Regions from separate parts of the Zea mays genome. Here region 1 is linked to region 2. The links are chromatin contacts, called in public Hi-C maps. All regions are on one chromosome and are shown on one strand. The core of a region is the stretch at or near the end of the contact, and the rest is flanking DNA. Distances in the headings are between cores, read along the strand shown. Region 1 holds the start of LOC100501339. Region 2 holds the start of LOC100283477 (ATP/GTP binding protein).

Region 1 (6,697 bases), core at 1,206-3,705, 180 kb before region 2:
ATAGATCAAAACCAGCTTCAGACAGGATTGGTCGCCCAGAAAAAGATGCAGCTGGGAACTTATCCCTTAGCCTATTATACCTGACAATAAAAACAAAAAAAACTGTCAGACAAAATTGACACTCAGTAAAACAAGAAAAGTATAAATAGTACTATGGTAGAGACACTTACGGTTGTTTGACAAAATTTACTTTCACGCCTGGTAATTTAGCATAGCCAGGCCAAATCTTCTCGCTAGGTGTGCCAAGTGTTCTAAAAATCTGCCAAAGAAGTAGCTTCAACATGAGATATCATCAACAAAAGTTTATATCAAGACCTGCAGAAATAAGAGTTCAGAGCAATTTGCATACCTTATCTAGCTGTTCAAACTCTGTTTTTCCATTAAATAATGGTTCTTTGGCAAGGAGCTCAGCCATTATACAGCCCACGGACCACATATCAATAGCAGTAGAATACTCCTTTGTTCCTAACAACAGTTCTGGGGCCCTGTAGCCACAAGGAGCAAGAAAGGTGAGTCCTTGGTTGACCAAACAGAACTCTCAACTGAATAACTTTAGAAGAAAACCAAAACACTGCTGAGGAATCTGATGTTGTCCGATGACCTACCTGTACCACAAAGTCACAACCAGTTGAGTATAAGGTTTTAATGGGCTCCCATATTGACGAGACAGTCCAAAATCACATATTTTTAACTCACCACGGTTATTCAGCAAAAGATTTGAGGTCTTCAGATCCCTGTAGAAAAGATGGCCATCTATCAACAACATAAAAAACAGATTCAAGATTATATGTGAACAGAAAAAGGTAAAAAAAGATAATTACCTATGGAGTACCCAATTGTCATGTAGATATTTTACACCCTCTAGCAGCTGAAGCATCAAACATTTGACCTCGCTTTGTGTATATGGTTGTTTCATGGTCTCCATGACACCTTTAAGATCATGTTCCATGTACTCCATAACCATAAAAATGCTATCTAAACTACTTCCAACTACTACTTCCTTAACATCCACGATTGAAGGATGGTGGAAAGACAAGAGGATATTTATTTCCCTAAGAGAGGTTAATGGGAAACCTTCTCGCTCCCTCTCCATCTTTACCTTCTTCAATGCAACAATCTCACTTGTCTTCTTATCCCTTGCTCTGTATACAACACCATATGTTCCCTCATTAATTTTGTTGAGCCTCTCAAACTCATCAACACTTCTGCAACCTTGAAGCATATTGATACACCTGTGTGGTGGCCTCTCTGGTTCAGGGGTTTCAGGCCTGCACATTTCATTGTCTGAGTCAGTATCCGACATACAGTTTTCTGTACCACTGTCACTAGCATGCTCCCTGTCAACATCCATATAGTCATCTTTATCGACCTCGGAATCTTCTTTCTCATCATTACCTATTTTCCCTGAATCAGATGACCTAGACATTGCCCTTCCTCCAGAGACTTCACCAGGTTCTGGGCTTGCTCGTTTCCACTGACCTGGTACAGAGGAGTCTGCAGGTGAAACACTTCTCTTCTTCATTGGAGCTGCCCCACCTTCCTCATCATCATTTGCACCCGCCCATCTTGAAGTCGATATGTTCCTCATTGTTGGACTTGGATAGTCCTCTTCCTGCTCTATCACCTTATTGACCTCATGTTCCGGCAACTGCTCAGCACTCTCTGTACCAACAGTAGTTTCTACATCCATAGGTGACTTCTCCACAGACAAGCTCAGTGGGATGTGGTCTTGTGGCAGCGGCGGCGGCGGAGGGAGCTCAGAAGGAACAGATTCTACCGATTTCTTGTCCCTGGCTGCACCAGAATGCGGTGGCTTTGGGCTATCCCTGTCCCAAATTATCGGTGAGAATTTCCTCTTCTTGATCGGTGACGAGATCCCAGTGCCTGCCACCATGTCGCCCTCCCTGCTAGAACTGCGCACGCCATTTTCCCTCCCTCTATCCGACCTCCCACCGGAGTCATCAGATGCGCTACCGCTCAGCACCTCGCCAGGCTCACGGTCACCAAGCCTTCCCGCGAGGCGGCTCCTGGGCGGGGGCGAACGTCGGCGACCGTGGCCGTTGGCAAAGTCTCTACCACCCCTGCTGCGCCCGCCATCGCGGCGGCGGTCCACGTCGCGGTGGCGGCCGCCGAGATGGTGGTGCTGCTCCTTGCTCCTCCTGGAGGCCTCCGCGTCGAGCTCCCGCTCCCTCTCCTCGTAGTCCCTGTAACCCCCATGGCGCCCAGCGGCCATGAGCGAATCGAACGAATCCGCAGCAGGAAAACCCTAGATCCGTACCAACAACCTGAAAAATATCGGCGTGATGCGGATCGTGGTGGGCTCGTTCTGGCCTTGGATCGAGCGGCCGCGTGGGCGCTGGTCGCCGGCCGTGCGGGGTGGTGGGCGAGGAGACAGCGGCGGCGAGAACGGTCGGGAAGGCAGCGGTGGAGGCTGGGTTGGGCGGCGAAGCGAATACAAGAGGAAGGGGGACGGAAGCGACTGCTGCTACCTGCTAGAGCGGCCGCTCAGCGTTTACGGGTCGGCTCTAGGATTTACCTTATCGGGCCTTCTGAGAACCCGCGGGCGTGGGTCCAGTAGTCCAGTAATGTCATTTAGCGACTAGTAGTTTAGAAACTCAAATAATTTATCTCTCAATCCACTTGAACATATGTGTTTTTTTTAATGGAAGACTGCCGTTAATTGCTCAGACAAATGCCCGACGATCAACAACGGGAGTTTTCGCATTTGTACCCAGACATGCAAGAAGCATAAGCAAATGGATAAAGATCAAACAAAAGATCCGAATAAAACAAGAACTCGAGTGCATCCCTAGTGCTTAGGTCTGTCTGGATTTCATATGCTAAACTTTATCATTGTGCTAAAGTTTAGCACGCCTTGAGAAACTAAATTGTTATTGGATGCTAAAGTTTAGCACTTAACTTTTCGTACCTTTTAACACTCCTATTTTAGCACTCATGTTTGATTGTAGTGCAATTTTAGCACCCCTATTTGAGTCTCCAAGTGCGAAGAGCATCCCTAAACTTTAGCATCGTGGATTCAAACAGACCTTTAGTGCTCCGCAGTGCAAAGAGCAAAATAATGAAGACTCGCCTTACCTTTGGGTGGTCATCGAAAATCTAACTTAATTTAGGACTAGTTTGGAAATTCAAATTCCCTCCGGGGTTGGAGGGGAATGAGAAAGAAATAAAGTAATTTTCCCTTCATTCCACTCCAATCCTGGAGTAGATTTGAGTTTCTAAAGTAGCCCTTAAACTTTTTGTGACCCACCTCAAAGGTGGGGCCCATAGCCTGCCCTCTTCGCATAGATCTAGTTTGGTTGTAGTGTCTAGGGTACACATACTTAGGGACGCTGACAGGTGTCCTCGGGGCAAGACGAGCCCATTATCTGTGACACTACTTCTAATGTAGTTAGAGCATGGGCCTTGTTGTTAAGTGCTAGGAGCCTCTAGCGCATTGACAAAGTGTCAATAAACACTTAAAGCATAAAGGTGTCTCTAGCCATAGTACACAGTCAATGCCGAGAGCCCTGGTCGTTAGCATGCCCTCCCACGAACACTTGGTATCTTAGAAGTCTCAAAGAGTCATTGATGGGTGTTGATAGCCCTTTGATGTTATCGTGCCCTCTCATGAATGCACAGGGGCCCAGATGAACCCTAGAGCTAGTGAATGCCAAGATCTCTCAGACACTATTAGGCTCTTTTGTGAACACTTAGGGCCCTAATGCAGATTAGAGCCATCAATGAATTTTGAGAGCCCTAATCGGTGTCGAGCCCTCCCATGAACATCCATGTCTCTAGACATTTAAGATCACCCTTAGTGAATGTTGTAAGCCCCTCATAACTGCTATAATTTCTCATGAATGCTCAAGACCTCTTATAGTGTCCGAGTCCCTAGTGAATGGCAGTAGAACTTGGCTTCTACCAAATCCCGCACCAACTCGGACCCAAAAGTAGGAGAGGCTATAGCTCTTAAGAGTGAGCTGAGTGAGCCCATGGAGGTGGAGATATAGTCTATGGGTGCCCCCAAAGTCCAAGACAGTTGCCCCTCTAGGCATCGGTCCCCTTGAGCCAGGCCCTCTCACCATGCTACTCGTTGAATCTAGTGACTAGTCAACTTTGTTAATGGAGTTCCCTGTGATGCCAAGACTAGGTACCCCATAGATTTAGAAAGTGTTCTACATGGTCCTCGTTGTGTCTTGAAAACTCCAACACTATTTTTGGGCACATACAATCTCAGTGGTAGCGTCTTTTCTATTGAACGGTGCTACACAATCAGCATGCTACGGGATGCATAACATAGTAGGTGACTGTGTAGGAAACGATGATGCCTAAGAGGGGGTGAATTATGACTTCTAAAAACTCTTTCTAAACTAGGCCACAATTAAATAGGAGCAAAACCTATGCAAATAAACAATCTAGATTGTGTAAACTAGGTTTTGTCTAAGTGTTGTTATCTCTATCGTAAAGGCTAAATTTCAATCTAAACAATCTACTAAAAAGACAAGATTGAAACTTAAATACTTAATGTAAATGTAGAAGGTAAAGAGCATTGTAGAGAAGCAAACTCTCGTGGATGACGTTGATATTTTTACTGGGGTATTCGAGACCACGCAAAGTTCCGACTAATCCTCGTCAGTGCCCCTACGCAAAGGGTAGCCCACGCGAGGGCCAAGCACCTCGGTCGAGTAACTTCGTAGAGAGTCGTGGACCTTCTCCACGTGCAAGTGGTGCTCCGCTTCCGGCTCCTCTCGGACGCTCCCCGTCGTCTCCACTATCGAGCTTCTGGCTAAAACGTTGTGAGCCTCGTTCCCTCCGGTACACGGTGGCAGCCGTGACACAAACTCGGTTGTCACGGTCTCGCAAGACTCTCGCCCCACTCGGTACAATTACAACGGCTCACGTGTAACACCCCTGGTGTTTAGCATACTCATCCATGGCATGTGCATCATAATGGCATTATCATGAGCATCATCAATCATATTATCACTTCCATTGAAACCTTAAATTGCCACAGATAGTTGTGAAATGAACCCTTGCTTGTACAAGTAGAAAGAACTAGTTCTCTTAGACTTAGACTATCTTAGAGTGAGTGTGAGTAACCTCACTTAATTAATTTGGATTGATAATGGTTAGTCTACCAACTCTTGAGTTCATGTAATGATAGTTTTTTAAACTATATGTGATGATGTGATTTAGTGACTGCGTGCTTAATGAATGAAGTTTCTTCATAAACCAAAAAGGAAATGGGGACAACCCTGATTTTTCTAAGTCTAATCTTATACCTCTTTTCAAACTTCAACACGTTCAAAAAAATAATATTCAAATCACATTGTCCCAATTACAAAAATTGTAGGGAATTACTTAGGTCACGCCCTGTAAAAAGTTGGTAAACTTTTGAATTCGTTTGACATGTTTTAACACGGTTAGACGGTCGGTTTCCATTGTTTGGTGCAGTGCTGACAAACCAAAGTTTGGAGATTTATTATTCAAAATCTAGCCACTAAACCATCCTAACTCCTATAGCAAAGTTGTAGCCAGTAGAAAGGGGAGCAGAACGGCTGGAGCGGGCGACGCTTCGAGCTCTCCATTTTGTCTCTAGCTCGCCTGTAGCCCGGGCAGATGGCAAGCGTCATGTGGCAACTGTGGGGACGCGTGGAGCTCGCGCCCGAGCGCGCGCTGCTTCTCCTCGCATGCACGCCTCGTCCGCGCTGCGCCCGGCTTCATCTAGCTGAAGTGGACGCGCCTCACTCTCTCCCACTCACTCCAGTGCCTCGCTCTCTTCTTCCTCCTCTCGCCAGCGCCACACCAAACCGCCATGGTCGACGTGAGCTGAGCTCGTGCCCGCGCTCCCACTGCCGCCATTGCCCCAAACCAAGCACCAGCACTCGCTTCACCGTCCAGCCGAAAAACCAGAGCCCTTGCTCGAGCTCGGAGAAGACCCGAGCACACCCCGTCGACGCTGTCGTTCATCGATTTCCGCCGACGTGCGTGGACCGAGCGCTGTCGTCCACCGTTCGCAAAGCCGAGGGCACCAACGAGTTCGTCGTCAACCGTCATTCCTCACCGACCCTCGCCTAGTTCATCTTCGTCGTTGGTAAGCCGACACCCGAGCCACGCTCACGTCTCTCCCTCTCTCTGTTCCGAGGTAGAAGACTGATGTCACGTGCAAATAAGCCAAAGCCGAGGGGTTTCCCTATAAAATGGCATAGACTCAGAGAATAGTGGTCGAGCACCTGGTGGTGACCGTTTATAGTTAGCTGAAACCCGAGGGGCTTGCATGCAAAGTGGTTTTTTTTGTTTTCCTTTTCCTTTCTTGGTTTAATACACAAAGAACCTTGGAAAAACCGTAACTCAAGTTTTTGAACCCGAAAAATTGTGAAATAAATTTTGTAGGACTTCTCTAAGTCAGATCTACGGTTTAAAAATGTTGCATGTCAAGATTTGAGTGATTTTGTTCACAGTTTGAATTTAAATATGAAAACTAAGTTTCTTTATAAGTAATAAAATAAATAGATACGAGGCTAGAAAAATACGATTCAAGTTTTTATCAGGTTTCTATAGGCATTACTTAACTGTGACAATTATTTTAGGGGTACGTTCTATGGATTAATTTGTGTATATGAATTAAAAGATTAAATGACGGATTCCTTAGGAAATTAAAAATAAATAGTAAAACTACAAATTGGGTGATGAAACT
Region 2 (6,497 bases), core at 3,204-5,703:
GAGAATTTATATTGGCTCAATTCTAAGTAACCTTTGCACTTACAATTATGCGAACTAGTTCAATTATGCACTTCTCTATTTGCTTTGGTTTGTGTTGGCATCAATCACCAAAAAGGGGGAGATTGAAAGGGAAATAGGCTTACACCTTTTTCCTAATTAATTTTGGTGGTTGAAATGCCCAACACAAATATTTGAACTAACTAGTTTGCTCTAGTCTATAAGTTTTACAGGAGCCAAAGGTTCACAATAAGCCAATAAAAAGACCAAGAAAGGGTTCAAACAAAGAGAGCAAAAGATAACCCAAAGGCACCCTGGTCTGGCGCACCGGACTGTCCGGTGCACCACCGGATAGTGTCCGGTGCACCAGGGCACTTGAAGCTGAACTCGCTACCTTCGGGAAATTCAGAGGGCGCTCCGCTATAATTCACCGGACTGTCCGGTGAGTCACCGGACAGTGTCTGGTGCACACCGGACTGTCCGGTGTGCCAGCGGAGCAACGGCTACTTCGCGCGCAACGGTCGTCTGCAACCGCATTCAATGCGCTACAGTGCGCGCAGAAGTCAGAGCACACGCGGGTGGCGCACCGGACAGTCTACAGGACCTGTCCGGTGCACCACCGGACAGCCCAAAGGCCTCACAAGTCAGAGCTCCAACGGTCGAACCCCAACGACTTGCTGACGTGGCTGGCGCACCGGACAGTGTCCGGTGGCGCACCAGACTGTCCAGTGCGCCATGCGACAGCAGTCTTCCAACAGCCATTTTTGGTGGTTGGGGCTATAAATACCCCAACCACCCCACATTCAATGGCATCCAAGTTTCTACACTTCTACACCTTACAAGAGCTATAGCATTCATTACAAGACACACCAAAGAGATCAAATCCTCTCCCAACTCCACACAAAGCTTTAGTGATTAGAGAGAGAGATTTGTTGTGTTCATTTGAGCTCTTGCGCTTAGATTGCTTCTTTTCTTTCTCATTCCTCCTGTGTCATCTCAATTATAACCAAGGCAAGAGACACCAATTGTGTGGTGGTCCTTGCGGGGACTTGTTGTCCCGTTTGATTGAGAAGAGAAGCTCACTCGGTCTGAGGGACCGTTTGAGAGAGGGAAAGGGTTGAAAGAGACCCGGTCTTTGTGACCACCTCAACGGGGAGTAGGTTTGCAAGAACCGAACCTCGGTAAAACAAATCATCGTGTCTCGCTCTTTATTCCCTCACGATTTGTTTTGCGCCCTCTCTCTCGGACTCATTTATATTTCTAACGCTAACCCGACTTGTAGTTGTGCTTAAGTATATAAATTTCAGATTCGCCCTATTCACCCCCCTCTAGGCGACTTTCAGTTACATTTCCCGAGAGAGGCTTGTTCACCGGGTGCGCCAGCCTGAGCACCGGACGTTGTCCGGTGCACACCAGACAGTCTGGTGCACCGAGGCTAGTGCAAGTTTGGCTAGCCTTAGCCAAACTTCTCCATTTGAATTTCTCTCGATTTGATTAGTTTCCTAACACTTAGTAGAATATAGTTAGTACCAAAAACAATTTACTAAGTGCTAGAATCATACATTTGTTTCTCCAATATTGTAGAGTTTGCAGTTCATCCTTATAATTCTCAGTTTGCTTCGTCTTTGACTCTTAGCTCATAATCACAATTGTATGTTAGATCAAGGTGATGTGTTAGGCACTTAATCACCAAAACACATAGAAATGGTCTAAGGGCACATTTCCCTTTCAACAACAAACATACAAAAGCGGAGAGTCATAACAGAGAGTATTATGCATATATTACAACAAAAGGCCATGACTCTCCCAACTTACTCCCCCTAGCTCTCACAATTCTCATCTCTCCCTCTTTGGCAACAAGCACCAAAAGGGACGTCCTAACCTAGAGACCATAAGACGAAGGAGGGACAGGCGCATCAGCTCGAGGGCGAGCAGTCAGAGCAAAGGCTAGAAGGGGTTGGAGTAAAGTCTCGGATCTAGGATCTACGGTAGAGGCTAGAGCTGGTGCTGACTCTAACGCTGGCTACGATGCCTGAGCTACTGGCGTTGGAGCTAGAATTGTGACGGTCGCTGCAAGGGTAACAATAGCTGATACCGGTGGCCCTGGTGGTTGAGCACTTATAGCTCCGACGACCTGAGTCGAGAAGTCCAGAGTGACATGTCGGATTGGAGAGAACGTCGAACCAAAAGTTTGGAGATGTGGTCCGAACTGAATCGCTGGTACCATTGAAGTCTGGAGAGCTGGAGGCGGAGCAGGCTACACTAGAGGCACGAGAACACCGTTGTGCTGAAGGATGTGAGTCATGAAGGCCTAGTGCTCCGCCCTTTCTAACAAGAGCTACTGCTAAAGAGTGTCCTGGCGGTCTTGAATCGTCTGAAACATTGAGAGCATCCGCTCGGACATCTGCTGCTGAATGGCTTCCTGACGTGTCTGCTCAACTGCCAAGTGAGCTTGCTGCTGGGTCAAGGACTGTATTATAGCTGTTAGGGCTGGATATATGGCAGGAGGTGTAGAGGGAGGAGCAGCACTGGAACCACCGGCCTCGTGATCATGGGTGCGAGGTGGCAAAGGAGGTGGTGGAATTCCTAGGTCCTCGTCATCAGAGTCCAAAGAAGTATCAACAACCGTGGCCTGGTCCTCAAGCTGGCGGATCACCTTGTCCTCATTTCGATGCTCAGGGGCCAAAGGATCCAAAGGAGCATTCACGGGAATCGTATCCTCGGGTGCCGGGCGGTAGAAACCAAACTTCAGTCTGGTGGAGTCAAGTTCGGCCTGGAACTGAGGTGGCCGGATCAGCTGCGCGAAGATGTGGCAGAGGTAGTGCGCATAGGGCAGCTGACGCCGAGCACGGAGGCTATCCAACAATGTGTCTTCTATCTCGTAGATCAGGAAGTCTACAACGTCGAACATAGAGTGAGATACCAGAGCACCTAGGAGCCAAAGCTGAATGTGAGTGGTAGCCTCTCTGTATCCCATCCATGGTAACAGGGTGCGTCTCATCAACTCATAGAGGAACTTCACCGCTAAGGTGAAGTCTACAGGAGAGCACCGTGAGTTATCTATGAAGGGTGGCCTGAAGAGTGTTGCGACGTGAGCGGTATTAGGAGCAACTCCACCGTGAGGGCGATGAGGAGGGTCTGAGTTACCATAACAAAGACTGTGGAGCCTCGTCGACGACTTAGGGAATCCAAAGAGCTCTAAGATTTGAGTAGTATGGATAGTGACGTACTCATGCTCGAAGCGAAACTTCATCCACTGATGGCCGGAGTCAATCTAAACAATAGCATAAAATACTCTGGCCTACTCCTCTTTGTATCGACCAAAAGTCAGCAATGAGTACAGAACTGGTAGGTATGTGATGTGGCCCTCAACCTCTGTACCAGCTACTGAATGGAAAGCTGTCAGGTTAATCGACGGTGAGCCCTCAAGGCGATCTGAGCTGTCAGCTGGGTGCGGTAGAAGGACTCCTGAGTTTGGATACTGAAGAGAGGAGCTACGACATGATCTCTCTGAGTTGGAAACCTGGACTCCACTGGCACGTGTCTAAACCGGCAAACTCTGACAGCAGTGGCTCTCTAAAGGTCAAACAGTCGAGGATCCTCAGCAAGTAATCGCACCTCTATCTCGTCGCTCTCTCGGAAATGAGGTAGGAACCGGTGGAGCGGTAGAGGGAACGAGAGTTGTGGAAGTAGGTGTGGTAGAGGCTGTAAGCATGATTAGAGCAACTCCAAGAGAGCTAAAAAGCCCCAAAACGATTTTTTAAAGAAAAAAGACAAAATCTTCTCTCCAACAGACTGCCAATACTTCCCCAATTTTTTCGTCTCCCCTGTATCAGCAGCCTTCCTCCCGCAAATTTGAGTGAAACAAAAATCCCCCAAACCATCCGTGCACACATATCCTAATCCTTTCCCTCCACCTTAAGTCAGCTAATGGCAACAATTAGTACTTGCACGGTTTGTCACATGGTCACGGTGGTATGATTCGTACGAATCAGGTGGTGTGCAGGGAGAAGCAAGCTTCTGGAGCTTCTCACGTGTGGCACTTTCTTGTGGATATGGCGTCGACGGTTGCGCCATGTAGAATAATTCGTAGGAGGAAGGCCCATTTACCAGAAACCTATAGGCCGACGCAAAGAGGATTAGAAGGAGGTGATTTCTTTTTAATTTGGTGTAATTTTCTTTTCAGCATTTGTTTAATTGGAGTATACACTATAATTTATCCCTAAAAACTTTTATACTATCACTAAAAAATATTTTTTGGGACGACATTTTAGCTTTCTTTTGGATAGCCTTATTGTACCGGCCTGACAGTACCTGAAATAATGTCTGAACCAGTGAATCGACATAACTGGTGGAGCCCACCTGTCAGCCGCACTTAATTTGAATTTCGCTGCCAAACGACGCGGATCTCCAGCAGTGCCCAAAAGCATTTTCTCCACGCTGCTGTCTCTCTCCTGACTCCCTCGTGGCTCGTCCCATTCCCGCACCATCTCGACAAACCACACCAACTGTCATCGGACGGCCCAAAACTGTGCCGCGTGTTCCGTTCAACGGCTATTTCAGCCCGCAGAACGCACATCAGAAGGGTAAAGCCACGAACCCCCCGGTCCGCGCCTGCGCCGCCTTCCCTCTCCTGCCTTCTCCGCTTCAAATTTGCGTAGCGTTGATTTCACGCCCGGATCTCACAACGCTCAATCCAAACGCTAGCCGCAACCCTAACCCTAGCAACCGGTGAGTAATGGCGCGCCCTAGGGGCAAGAAGCGCACGGCGCCCCGGGCGGCCGCCACTGATTCTGTCCAGCCGGAGGCGGCGGCGACGGAGACAGCGGCGGCGGAGCCGGCAAATCGGGGGCGGTGGAAGCGCGTCAAGGCGCCGCCCAAGCCCAAGCCCGAGACGGATTACTTCGCCGAGAAAAGAAATCTGGTGAGTTGGTTTTGTAGGATGGCCTGGCTCGGGTTAGGTTGTTGGTATCCCCGAGTAGTTGTTTGGTCCTCATCTGATTAGCTCGCGGACGGCTTCACTCTCGATTCTAGCTCTAGCGTCAAGATTTGCAGTGCTTTGATTTGTCGAAAAAACTTGGGATGATGGCTCCATTCTGCAGCTGGTAATGCTCAAATGTGGCATTCCATGGTGATGTATTATTGTACTTGGGTTTTACTATTGGATTCTCCTCATCTGAGTAGGAAATCGGAACACACTACTGTGCTGTTAGGAATTAGTTATTCACGAATTTTTTCAAATATGTGTGCTTTGCGATGCAAGTGTGCAGTTTCATACGAACATTTTCTTCTGTCCGTTGGTTGTGGCTGATATATATGAGGTTTGAGAACCATTTTCGATTACCACCCCAAAAGGGTTTTAAGGTAAAAATTATAACATGATGGTCTATAAGCATTTCCTTACATGTTGGCTTGAACAGAACAGGTTTGTTTTTTGGGAAGTTACAATAGCAATTTAGATTGTGTTTGACTGCCCTGCATGATGATGTTGCTTACTTTACGTGCATTTTGAGTTTTTGACTAATGATTTGTTGCTATGTTCAGGAGGATCTATGGTTATCTGCTTTTCCTGTCGGTACTGAGGTTTGTTCCCATCCCTCCCTTCTTTCATTTGTAGTAGTGTGTATGTTAGAGATCCACATTTGGACATAGCTCACAGTTTTGTCCTAACAACTTATATACCTCGCAATATCATCTGCAGTGGGAAAACATTGATAAGATAAAGGAGTTCAACTGGAGCTTTGAAAATTTAGAGGTATGGCGATCGAAGTTAATCTTTTAATCCATTTTGCTTTTGAGTACTTAGTTCCACCTTCATAATGAATGTGGTTGTTATTGGTGAACAGAAAGCCTTAGAAGAAGGGGGCGAGCTTCATGGTAAAACAGTTTATCTGTTTGGAAGCACTGAGCGTAAGTGCACTTCGTTTTCAGCTAGTTTCTGGAGTTAATTTGCTGCCATTAGTCCTTGATGTATGTTTGTTAGTCTTTGTAATATTTTACACCAGTGCTATCTGGGCTAATTTTAATCTTAAACTTGAAGAGCTATTAGTTTAGTAATTTCGACAATTCTATCTGCGCAACACTACTTATGTGCTGGATTTATAAAGTAGATTTTAGTATAGGTCATCTGTTTCATTTGCTTACTAGTTTTATGAGCCTGCTGACTATTGTTCCATACAAGACTAATTGGCTCCTGCTGTCATGCAGCCCAACTATTGGATGTTAATGGCGAATCAAAGATAGTGCTTATTCCAATCGTAGTTGCTGTAAGTTCTTGTCTACCCTCTTGGCTGGACACCTATCCTGTGTGTATATTTATTCCATGATTTTGAGTCCCAAAACATGTTATTAGAAACACACCTATTGAAAACGCCCCCTGTAGTTCCACACCATCTTATGATGAACATCTAGCTCTTTTTCATGGGATAATTCTGTTTTTATTGAAAGTAAATAAGGTTCGCCGTACTTGTTGGGGATACCAGCTAGCCACTAGCCATAGA

What was found. A called contact is a pair of places that touch in the nucleus more often than the background predicts.
Region 1: a Hi-C map of tassel shows a contact between it and region 2, with 3 times the contacts expected there. The contact joins the promoter of LOC100501339 here to the promoter of LOC100283477 in region 2. A contact is called at or near these places in 5 of 25 Hi-C or Micro-C datasets (bundle sheath, ear, leaf and 1 more) and 1 of 3 datasets of contacts at active chromatin or transcription factors (seedling).

Annotation. Positions count from the first base shown.
Region 1 is chr2:36,709,277-36,715,973 of Zm-B73-REFERENCE-NAM-5.0, reverse strand. LOC100501339 reads right to left here and starts at 2,455. Exons shown (of 7, transcript NM_001397835.1): 1 at 822-2,455; 2 at 606-734; 3 at 350-485; 4 at 171-259; 5 at 1-80. The coding sequence starts at 2,233.
Region 2 is chr2:36,528,327-36,534,823 of Zm-B73-REFERENCE-NAM-5.0, reverse strand. It overlaps LOC100283477 (ATP/GTP binding protein), which reads left to right and starts at 4,453. Exons shown (of 14, transcript NM_001156377.2): 1 at 4,453-4,921; 2 at 5,542-5,580; 3 at 5,699-5,752; 4 at 5,844-5,907; 5 at 6,205-6,263. The coding sequence starts at 4,736.